Linked DNA regions of Oryctolagus cuniculus: regions 1 and 3 are each linked to region 2. The links are chromatin contacts, called in public Micro-C maps. All regions are on one chromosome and are shown on one strand. The core of a region is the stretch at or near the end of the contact, and the rest is flanking DNA. Distances in the headings are between cores, read along the strand shown. Region 1 holds the start of SNRPA (small nuclear ribonucleoprotein polypeptide A). Region 2 overlaps LOC127488219 (a long non-coding RNA gene). Region 3 holds the start of LOC100354078 (cytochrome P450 2F5).

What was found. A called contact is a pair of places that touch in the nucleus more often than the background predicts.
Region 1: a Micro-C map of ear pinna shows a contact between it and region 2, with 4 times the contacts expected there. The contact joins the promoter of SNRPA here to the enhancer-like site in region 2. A contact is called at or near these places in 3 of 6 Hi-C or Micro-C datasets (ear pinna, psoas muscle and an unstated tissue).
Region 3: a contact with region 2 is called in a Micro-C map of ear pinna, with 2.4 times the contacts expected there. The contact joins the promoter of LOC100354078 here to the enhancer-like site in region 2. A contact is called at or near these places in 3 of 6 Hi-C or Micro-C datasets (ear pinna, psoas muscle and an unstated tissue).

Annotation. Positions count from the first base shown.
Region 1 is chr18:13,666,242-13,668,941 of mOryCun1.1, forward strand. It overlaps SNRPA (small nuclear ribonucleoprotein polypeptide A), which reads right to left and starts at 1,256. Exons shown (of 7, transcript NM_001082160.1): 1 at 1,220-1,256; 2 at 662-756. The coding sequence starts at 734. It overlaps ACTMAP (actin maturation protease), which reads left to right and starts at 1,591. Exons shown (of 6, transcript XM_002722317.5): 1 at 1,591-2,545. The coding sequence starts at 2,175.
Region 2 is chr18:13,732,827-13,735,526 of mOryCun1.1, forward strand. It overlaps LOC127488219 (a long non-coding RNA gene), which reads right to left. Exons shown (of 2, transcript XR_007915777.2): 2 at 1-400. NUMBL (NUMB like endocytic adaptor protein) reads left to right here. Exons shown (of 10, transcript XM_070062191.1): 10 at 1-40. Among named protein-coding and RNA genes, the nearest start is that of NUMBL, 20 kb to the left of the region's middle. Within about 2 kb of position 1,380, at least 3 of the 8 cell types and tissues checked have an H3K27ac peak or open chromatin away from gene starts, as enhancers often do. A contact at or near this core is called in ear pinna, where this site is marked.
Region 3 is chr18:13,624,385-13,627,084 of mOryCun1.1, forward strand. It overlaps LOC100354078 (cytochrome P450 2F5), which reads left to right and starts at 1,413. Exons shown (of 8, transcript XM_070062195.1): 1 at 1,413-1,683; 2 at 2,006-2,168. The coding sequence starts at 1,504.

The DNA of each region.
Region 1 (2,700 bases), core at 6-2,505, 67 kb before region 2:
GGGCTTGAGTGTGGCTCACTAACTGGGACAACTGTGCCACACTACCCGGACCCGGGAACAAGGAAGCCATGCTAACTCCTAATTCTGGCCTGGCGGTGGTGTTCTGGTGCCGCCTACAACGCCAGCATCCTGGCTGCGTCCCAGCTGCTACACTTGTGGTCCAGCTCCCTGCTAACGCGCTGGGATGACCATGGAAGATGCCCCACGTACTCGGGCCCCTGCACCTGCGTGGGAGACCCGGCTGGAGTGCCCGGGCTAGGCTTCAACCTGGCCCGGGCCCGGCTGTCTGAGCAGCGAACCAGAGGATGGAAGCTCTCTCTCCCTGCGCCTCTCCCGCCCTCCATTTTAGAGCCCCAGTGTCCTAGTCTGACAACTGGGACTTAGGCAACGTGGATGCCCCTGCTACAAGTGTTGCCAGCCCCATGAAAGTCCGTAACATCAGGGCTTGATGGGGCACGCCCGGGGGCCTATGGGAAGTAGTGGCAGCCGCCTGAGGAGAGACAGGGAAGGGCTTCCTGGAAGAGGAGTCCCGAGAGGGGGAAGACGGCCAGGTCCAAGGGCAGAGCGTTCACGACACGGAGCCAGGTCCGGCGAAGGCTGAGCGAGGGAGAGGACGCAGCTCACGCGGGACAGCCCAACCCCCAGCACCCCGATCACTCACCATCCTTCTTGATCTTCTCATTGAGGTTGTTGATATAAATGGTGTGGTTGGGGCGGGTCTCGGGAACTGCCATGGGGCGAGGCGCCAAGCGAGGGCTGAGAGGAGGAAAAAGAGGACCTAAGCCCGGGGCTTCCCCTACTCCCTCGTCTCAAGGCTGACTGAACGGCCCGTTCAGGAATCTTCCCTCCAAAACGGAAGATGAGGCGAGGCGCCAGCGGGGAGACGATGGAGGCGCAGCCTGGGCAACAAAGCGTGCGCAGGACTCCGCTTCTGCCCGCGTGCTGAGGGGAAACCGCCAGGGGTTTACTACAAGTCCCAGCAGGCTCTGCGCGACCCAGTAGGCGGGACGCCCTAAGGGGCGATTCCCATTGGCCTACGCGCCCAAACGTTGGTGAGGAGGAAAAAACCCGGATGTAAGAGGCGGTTAGGGGCGGGACGGATTTGAGGTCCTTGACCTCGCACAGCGAGAAAGTTTCCCCAGACCAAACATGGAAAACCACCAGGCCAAGCGCACCGGCCACCTGTTGCCGACGGCCGCCCAGACCCATGGCTACTCACTGATAGGGCTGCGGCTCCCACAAGCGGCGCCTGCTGCGCTCCTCAGATCAGACCACAAAACTTCCCCTCCCAGCCCCGCCTTTGCCTTTCTATAAGCCAATACCAGGGCGGAAATTTGGTAGGTAGACCAATCAGAGTAAGGGTCGTCCCTGGGCTCAGCTCCTGCCAATCAAGATGACACTCGGGTTCCCGCTTCGGCAGAAGGCCCGCCCCCGGCCCGCTGCCTTCCTCTGCGCCTGGATCTACGGACCAATCAGCGACGGTCACGAGCTTCTTGCCAATAGGGACGCGGCACCCGTAGCAGTCTCTTCCGGAGGCGGGCCTTTGGAAACCCCACCTCTTCCTCACAGCCTTACACCTTATAGCGTCATCGCTACAGGGGCGGGGCTTGGTGCGGATGCTACACGTGATATGGGGACGGCAGTGTGCCGAGGCCGCCATTTTGCGCGCCGGAAAGGCGCGTTTTGCTTCTTAAGCTCGCTTCCCTATCCTGGCGGTATCTCGGCTTCCTCCGGCCTCCCATCTCGGAGCTTTCTCCAGCACACAAACTTTTCCTGTTGCTAATCCCGGCATCTGCGCCGCGGCAAGGCCATTTTCCCTTCCGGGTTGACCTCTTGACCTCTAACCGAGGTGGGGCCTGGGGTGTGAGCAGGACCGAACCTGAGCTGCCCCAGGCCAGCCCTGGGCCCTAAAGCCTCACCTGTGGGCGCCTCACGCCAGGTCTTGGCTTTAATATCCGAATGCTGACCCTGTCGCGTCCCTCTCAGCGTTAACTCCCAACTTGCCCCGCAGGAGCCCTGCACAGCCCCAGGGCACACGTCTGCTCTCCCAGTTAGTAACGGCGTTCCTCTGAGTGAGCCCCAATCCCCGCCTCCATGGGTTCACATTTTAGCCCTGGATTTTTGCTAACCCACTGCTCGGCCCCCAAACTCCGGAGCGCAACTCCAAAACCTTTATGATCGGCATCTCCAAGATCTTGGGGAAGAGTCTTCCTCTCCCATCCTCAACTCCTCCCGCAGACCCCAAGATGGCCGCCCCAGGGGCTCCTATCCTAGAGCCCCCCAGCCCTCCTCCAAAAGCCCCTGCACCTCCTCCCCCACCCCTGAGTCCGCTGGACGGGGCTCTCCCAGCCCCTCCCCGCGGCCTCCAGGCCCCCATTCCGCTGCCGCCGCCGCCGCCTCCGCCAGCCGCTGCCGTGGGGATGGCTCCTCCTCGTGTCTTCGGCCTAGAGAAGAGCCGGCTCCTGCAGGAGGCCCTGGCGAAGGCCGGCCCAGTCCCCAAGGCCAGAGAAGACGCCAGGAGGCTCCTGAAGCTGCACAAGGACCGGTAGGGCCCCCGGGCCCCACATGCACCTGCACCTGCACCGCACGCCGCCACCTGTCCCCGCCCCCATTCCCATTTCCTGGAGATGAAAATGGCTGGATGGTTCCAGTCCCCTCTCCCCCGAGCGCCCAGTGGTGGCGGGAGCCCCCTGCAGTGAG
Region 2 (2,700 bases), core at 130-2,629:
ATTATATAAGGACAGCCAATAAAGGAAGACTATAACGGTGCCCTTGGGGAGACGGGGTGTGTGTGTGTGTGGAGGGGGCACGCGGTGGCCGCAGCCTCTGAGTGCGGCCGGGGGCGCAGGTGCGGCGGGCCCGGCGCCTGGCAGGTGGGTGATGCGGCCGGCCAGGATGAGTCACCTGATTCTGTGACTCATGGAGCCAGAGCCGAGGTGTGAAAAAGACGAACTATAAACTGCCGATCAGTTCCTTGTCAACACTTTAATCAGACGGCGTGGACCTGCCTTGGGAGGGAGCTGCCAAGGTCTCGCCTCGCCAGCTGCGGGTCTGGTAACCCAGGTGGTCCCCCGGACGGGGTGGCACATGGATCTGAAGTCTATTGTTTCTTGGGTTCCTTGACAGAATCTATAAAACACATTTTAAAAGGGAAACATCCTATGTGTAATTCTTTGTAGCTCGTTAAAATGAGGTGACCAGTGCTCTGGCCCCAGGTGGTAGATGGGCAAGTTGAGTCACTGGCCCAAGGTCACGGTCATGTTTGCGGGGGGAGCTGGGGGTCAAATCTCGCGTCTGGCTGACTTCCGGGACAGTCACTAAGCATCAGGCTGTGAGAAAGCAGCCTCGGGTTTGGAAGTGGGCGCTCGACCCCGCCGTTAAGACGCCTGCCTCCCACGGCACAGGGCTTGGGTTCAAGTCCTGGCTCCGGCTCCGGCCTGCCGGGGAGGCAGCAGGGGCAGCTCCAGTAACCGGGTGCCTGGATTGAGCTTCCTGCTCCCAGCCATTGCTAGCATTTGGGGAGTGAACCAGAGGAGGGGGAGCTCTGCCTCTCAAATACATAAAAATTAACGTTTTTTAAAAAAACGCAAAAAGGGTTGGTGCTATGGCGCAGCGGGTAAAGCAGCCACCTACAGTGCCAGCATCCCATATGGGCGCCGTTTCGAGTCCCGGCTGCTCCACTTCCGATCCAGTTGCCTGCTAATGGCCTGGGGAAGCTGTAGAAGATGGCCCAAGTCCTTGGGCCCCTGCACCCGCGTGGGAGACCCGGAAGCTCCTGGCTCCTGGAGCCTAGGTTTCCAGCTGAGTGGGGGGCGTCCCTACCCCTTGGATCCTGCAAGCCCTGCCCACCCAGGGAAGCTGCTACCCAGCCGCGGGTCTGTGCTCCGGTGGGCAGTGGCGGGGGAGGGGGGGGGCTCTGAGCTGCCTTAGCCTCCTCCTTCCCGCACAGCCAGGGCCAGGCAGGAAGAGGGAACCCCAAGCGCTCTCCTCAAACTGGCAGGAAGACAGGGGAGCAGCGCCCTGGGGCGGGGACAGAGGGCCCGCGCTGCTGGGCAGATGCGGCGCTGGGACCGCAGCACAGCCCGGACCACCCACCCGGCCCGCCCTCGCCCTGACCTCTGCGCAGCCCCCACAGACGCCTGTGGGAGCCCCCAGCCCCCTTGGCCAGAAGGACCCCCCACTCCTGGTGCAGACTCCGGCCCTCCGTGGAGCGCCTGCCTTCCCGGAAGCCTCAGACGGGGAGTAAACCTCACGGAAGCCCGGAGTGGACGCCCTCGTCCTGCGGGCGGACCCGGGTCCCACCTAGCGCCACGCGCCGCGCCGCCTCCCCAGGCCCCGAGGCCGCTTTGTCCCCGCTCAGGGCCCCGCCCCGCCAGAGCCCCGCCCCCAGCTGCCCGCAAGGCCCCGCCCCCAGAAGCCCCGCCCCGCCTGGTTGTCCGCGAGCCCCGCCCCCTACCCCGGCGGCCCACGCAGGGCTGCGGCCGGCGCCAACCGCCCACCCACCGCGCCGCGCGGGGCTCCCGGGGCCGCTGCTTCCGCCGCCTGCGCGGGGCCCGGGCCACCCCTGTCGCCGCGGGCGCGGGCGGCGGCCCTCGGGTCGTAAGGGGCCACGCCCGCGCGCGACCCACCGCCCCCGGCCCTGCGAGGCCCCGCGGCGGCTGGAGGCGCGGGAGAAGGGCGCCCCCGTGTGGCCGCGGCTGAGGAGAGGCGGCGGGGCGGGCGGAGAGCCCTGGTCAGCCCGGGGTCAGCCGCCGCCGCCTCGGGCGTCCTCCCGCCGCCCACGCTGGGCCGGGATGGTCCCGAGTCGCCAGCGCGAGCCGCGCCGTCACTGCCTCGTGCGTTCGCCCCTGTCACCCTGAGATCTGGGGGGCTTCGGCGCCCCTGCAGCCCTGCAGCCCGGGCTGGGCGCGGGTCTTGTGCTCGCGTTTTCTGGATGTGCAGTGTGTTTGTCGGAGTGGCAGAGTTAGGGAGAGGTCTTCCGTCCACTGGCGCACTCCCCAGATGGCCCCAACAGTCTGGACTCCATCCCGGGCTCCCACGCGTGGGCAGGGGCCCGGGAGCCGGGCGTCCTCCGCTGCCTACCCAGGCCACAGCAGGGAGCTGGGTCGGACGTGGAGCAGCAGGGCTCGAACCGGCGCACGTGGAGGCGGGCGTCACAGCTCAGGCCCAGTGTCAGCCCCGAGTGCTGCCGGCTCTGCCCCCGGAACCAGGCCCGGCCACGCTAAAGCGTTTCACCGAGCAGCACTGTGTGCCGGCTCCATTCTGGGCCCTCGAGAGCCCGTGGTCTCTGCTCTGCCGGAGTGGACAGTCCACGGGAGGGTCACACGGACCCAGACGGGAGGGAGTGAAAGCAGGCGCGGGGCGGCGACACGGGCGCCAGGGGCACCGCTGGGAGCGGGCGGGCAACTCCTCCGACTGCGGGGTCCTGG
Region 3 (2,700 bases), core at 163-2,662, 110 kb before region 2:
CCTGCCGCCCCGAGTCAGCTCCTCTGACCTCGGGCCCTGAGCCCCGGCCCTGCCAGTCACCAGGATCCTGGACACAGAAAGGTAAGGAAGACCTGCCGCCAGAAAGAGGCAGAGAGAACTAGAGAGAGACAGAAAACAGAGGGGTGGGCATTTGGCGGAGCCATTAAGATGCCACTTGGAGGGGCCGGCGCTGTGGTGTAGTGGGTAAAGCCGCCGCCTGCAGTGCCGGCATCCCCTATGGGCACCAGTTCAAGTCCCAGCTGCTCCACTTCCAATCTAGCTCTCTGCTATGGCCTGGGAAAGCAGCAGAAGACGGGCCAAGTCCTTGGGCCTCTGCACCCATGTGGGAGACCTGGAAGAAGCTCCTGGCTCCTGGCTTTGGATTGGCCCAACCCTGGTCATTGCAGCCATTCGGGGAGTGAACCAGCAGATGGAAGGACCTCTGTCTTCTATGTCTGTCTTTCTCTGTCTTGCTGCCTTTCAAATAAAATGAAAATTCATTAACAAATAAGTCAGTGCTTGAAAAAAAGAGACATGAACAGAGGCAAAGACAGCGAAGTGGAGTCCGGAGAGCAGCAGCTGGGACGCAGTGCGGGGGCGGAGGAGCAGGATCAGAGGAGGGAAGCGCCGAGAGAGGAGACGCAGACGCTGCCTGACCAAGCTCCTCCTCAGGCCCCGCGTGGCCCCCACTTCTCCCCAGGCTGGGCCCAGAGCCAGGCACCTGGAGGAACACTGGCGCTGGCAAGGCAGGGAGGGCGGGCTGCATTCCATAACAATCTACATCCCGCTCAGCCCCACCTCCACCCCGGGTCCGGCCTGGGCCTCTAGGGTCTGGGCTACCCGAGGCCTGAGCCTGCCTGCCCTCGGCTAGGGGTGCCCACTGTGGGGCTTTGAGACCAGGGGTGCAGAGGCATGGACGTGGGACATCCGGGGCTCAACTGGGAGCAGAGATGGCAGGAGTCAAGGCCGGGTCTGAAGGCACAGGGGCCAACCTAGGGGAAGGCATCCAGCAGTCCTAAGGCCAGAAACGAAGTCCCAGGCTGATGGCACCAAGAGGCTGGTGGGTTTGCGCAGGCCCTGCAGGGCAGGTGCAGCACACAGGGTTCCCAGGGCAACAAGCGGCACGGGCTCAGGTGTGAGGCCCCGGGAGTCCCGGGCCTGGGGCGGAGTGGGGGGGTTCTAGAGGGTGCCGAGGCGTCAGGAGGCAGAGGTGGGCAGCCTACTGCGCGTACAGGCCCACGGGCCAGCCAGATGGGCTAGGGCTCAAGAGGGCACCCCTACCAGCCAGCCGTATGCATGTGCTCCAATTGCCAGGCACACACGGGCAAGCTGAGGCAGGCATGGGCAAGCCAGGGGGAGCCAGGCCTTAAGAGCAGCATGGCTTGAGGGGTGGGGTGGAGCTGGGAACCCACCACTCCCGCGTGGGCTCTCCGCCCCTGCTCCGCCCAAGACCCCGTGGAAATCAAATAGGCATGAAGGGATGCACACAGGGTCACAGGCAGCATGCTCACCTGTGTCACAGCACTGCTGCTCCTGGCGCTGGTGCTGGCGCTGGCATGGTGGGGCTGCGGTACGCGCCGCGCTCGGACGCCGGGGCCCCTACCTCCGGGGCCCACACCTCTCCCACTGCTGGGAAACTTGCTGCAGCTGGAGTCTGGGCGCCTGGACCGTGCACTCATGGAGGTAGCCCGGACAGATTCCTGGGGTGCTGGAAGTGGGGCCAGGAGCTAGGACTGCTGGTGCCCTGAACTAAGTTGAGGGCTCCGACCCCGTTCTTCCTGGAGACTGGGGTGGGGGGTGCAGCTGGTGGGCCTGAACACCTGGGCTGTGATGGACAAGGAGCCCGGGGTGGTTAATTCAGGTGGAGAAAGAAAGCGAGGTGGGGGGGCAAAGGCTGAGGGCCCGGTTCTGCGGGTGCAGGGTGTTGGGGGCCTGACTTCAAGGTTCAGAAGAAGAGGGGTCGGGGAGCTGGGATCAGGAGCCGCTGAGCCCTGGTTCCCTGTAGCTCTCCGGCCGCTGGGGCCCGGTGTTCACAGTGTGGCTGGGCCCGCGCCCTGCAGTAGTGCTGTGCAGCTACGCGGCACTGCGGGACGCGCTGGTGCTGCAGGCGGACACCTTCTCCGGCCGCGGGGCCATGGCCGTCTTTGAACGCTTCACTCGCAGAAACGGTGAGGCCACTGCGGTGCAAGGTGGAAGGGCGGGCCCATAAAGGGTGGAGTCAGGCAGACGCGGAGGGGCCTAAGAGAGCGCGGGTGGCGATCAGCCTAGGACGGAACCCAGCTTCCTCGTGCAGCCAGTAAGAGCCTAAGAGAGAGCCCGCACCAGGCAGGGATCAAAGTAGCAAAGGCGTGGTCAAGGCGGAGAAAGCCGCCAACCAAGCCGGGCGAGGGAGCAGAGCAAAGGATCCCAGAGCCGGCTCCGGGAGGTGGGGCCCAGGGGCGTGGCCAACGCAGGCCCGCCCCCTCCTGCCGCCCCGCCCCGCAGGTATCCTGTTCTCCAATGGGCAGCGCTGGCGGACCCTGCGCAATTTTACCCTCGGGGCCCTGAAGGAGTTCGGGGTGGGGACGCGGACCATCGAGGAGCGCGTCCTGGAGGAAGCAGTTTGTCTGCTTGATGAATTTCAAGCCACCGCAGGTGCAGCAGGGAAAACAAAACAAAGGGCCTGGGGTGGGCGGGCCCTAGGGTGGAACAAAGCTGGAA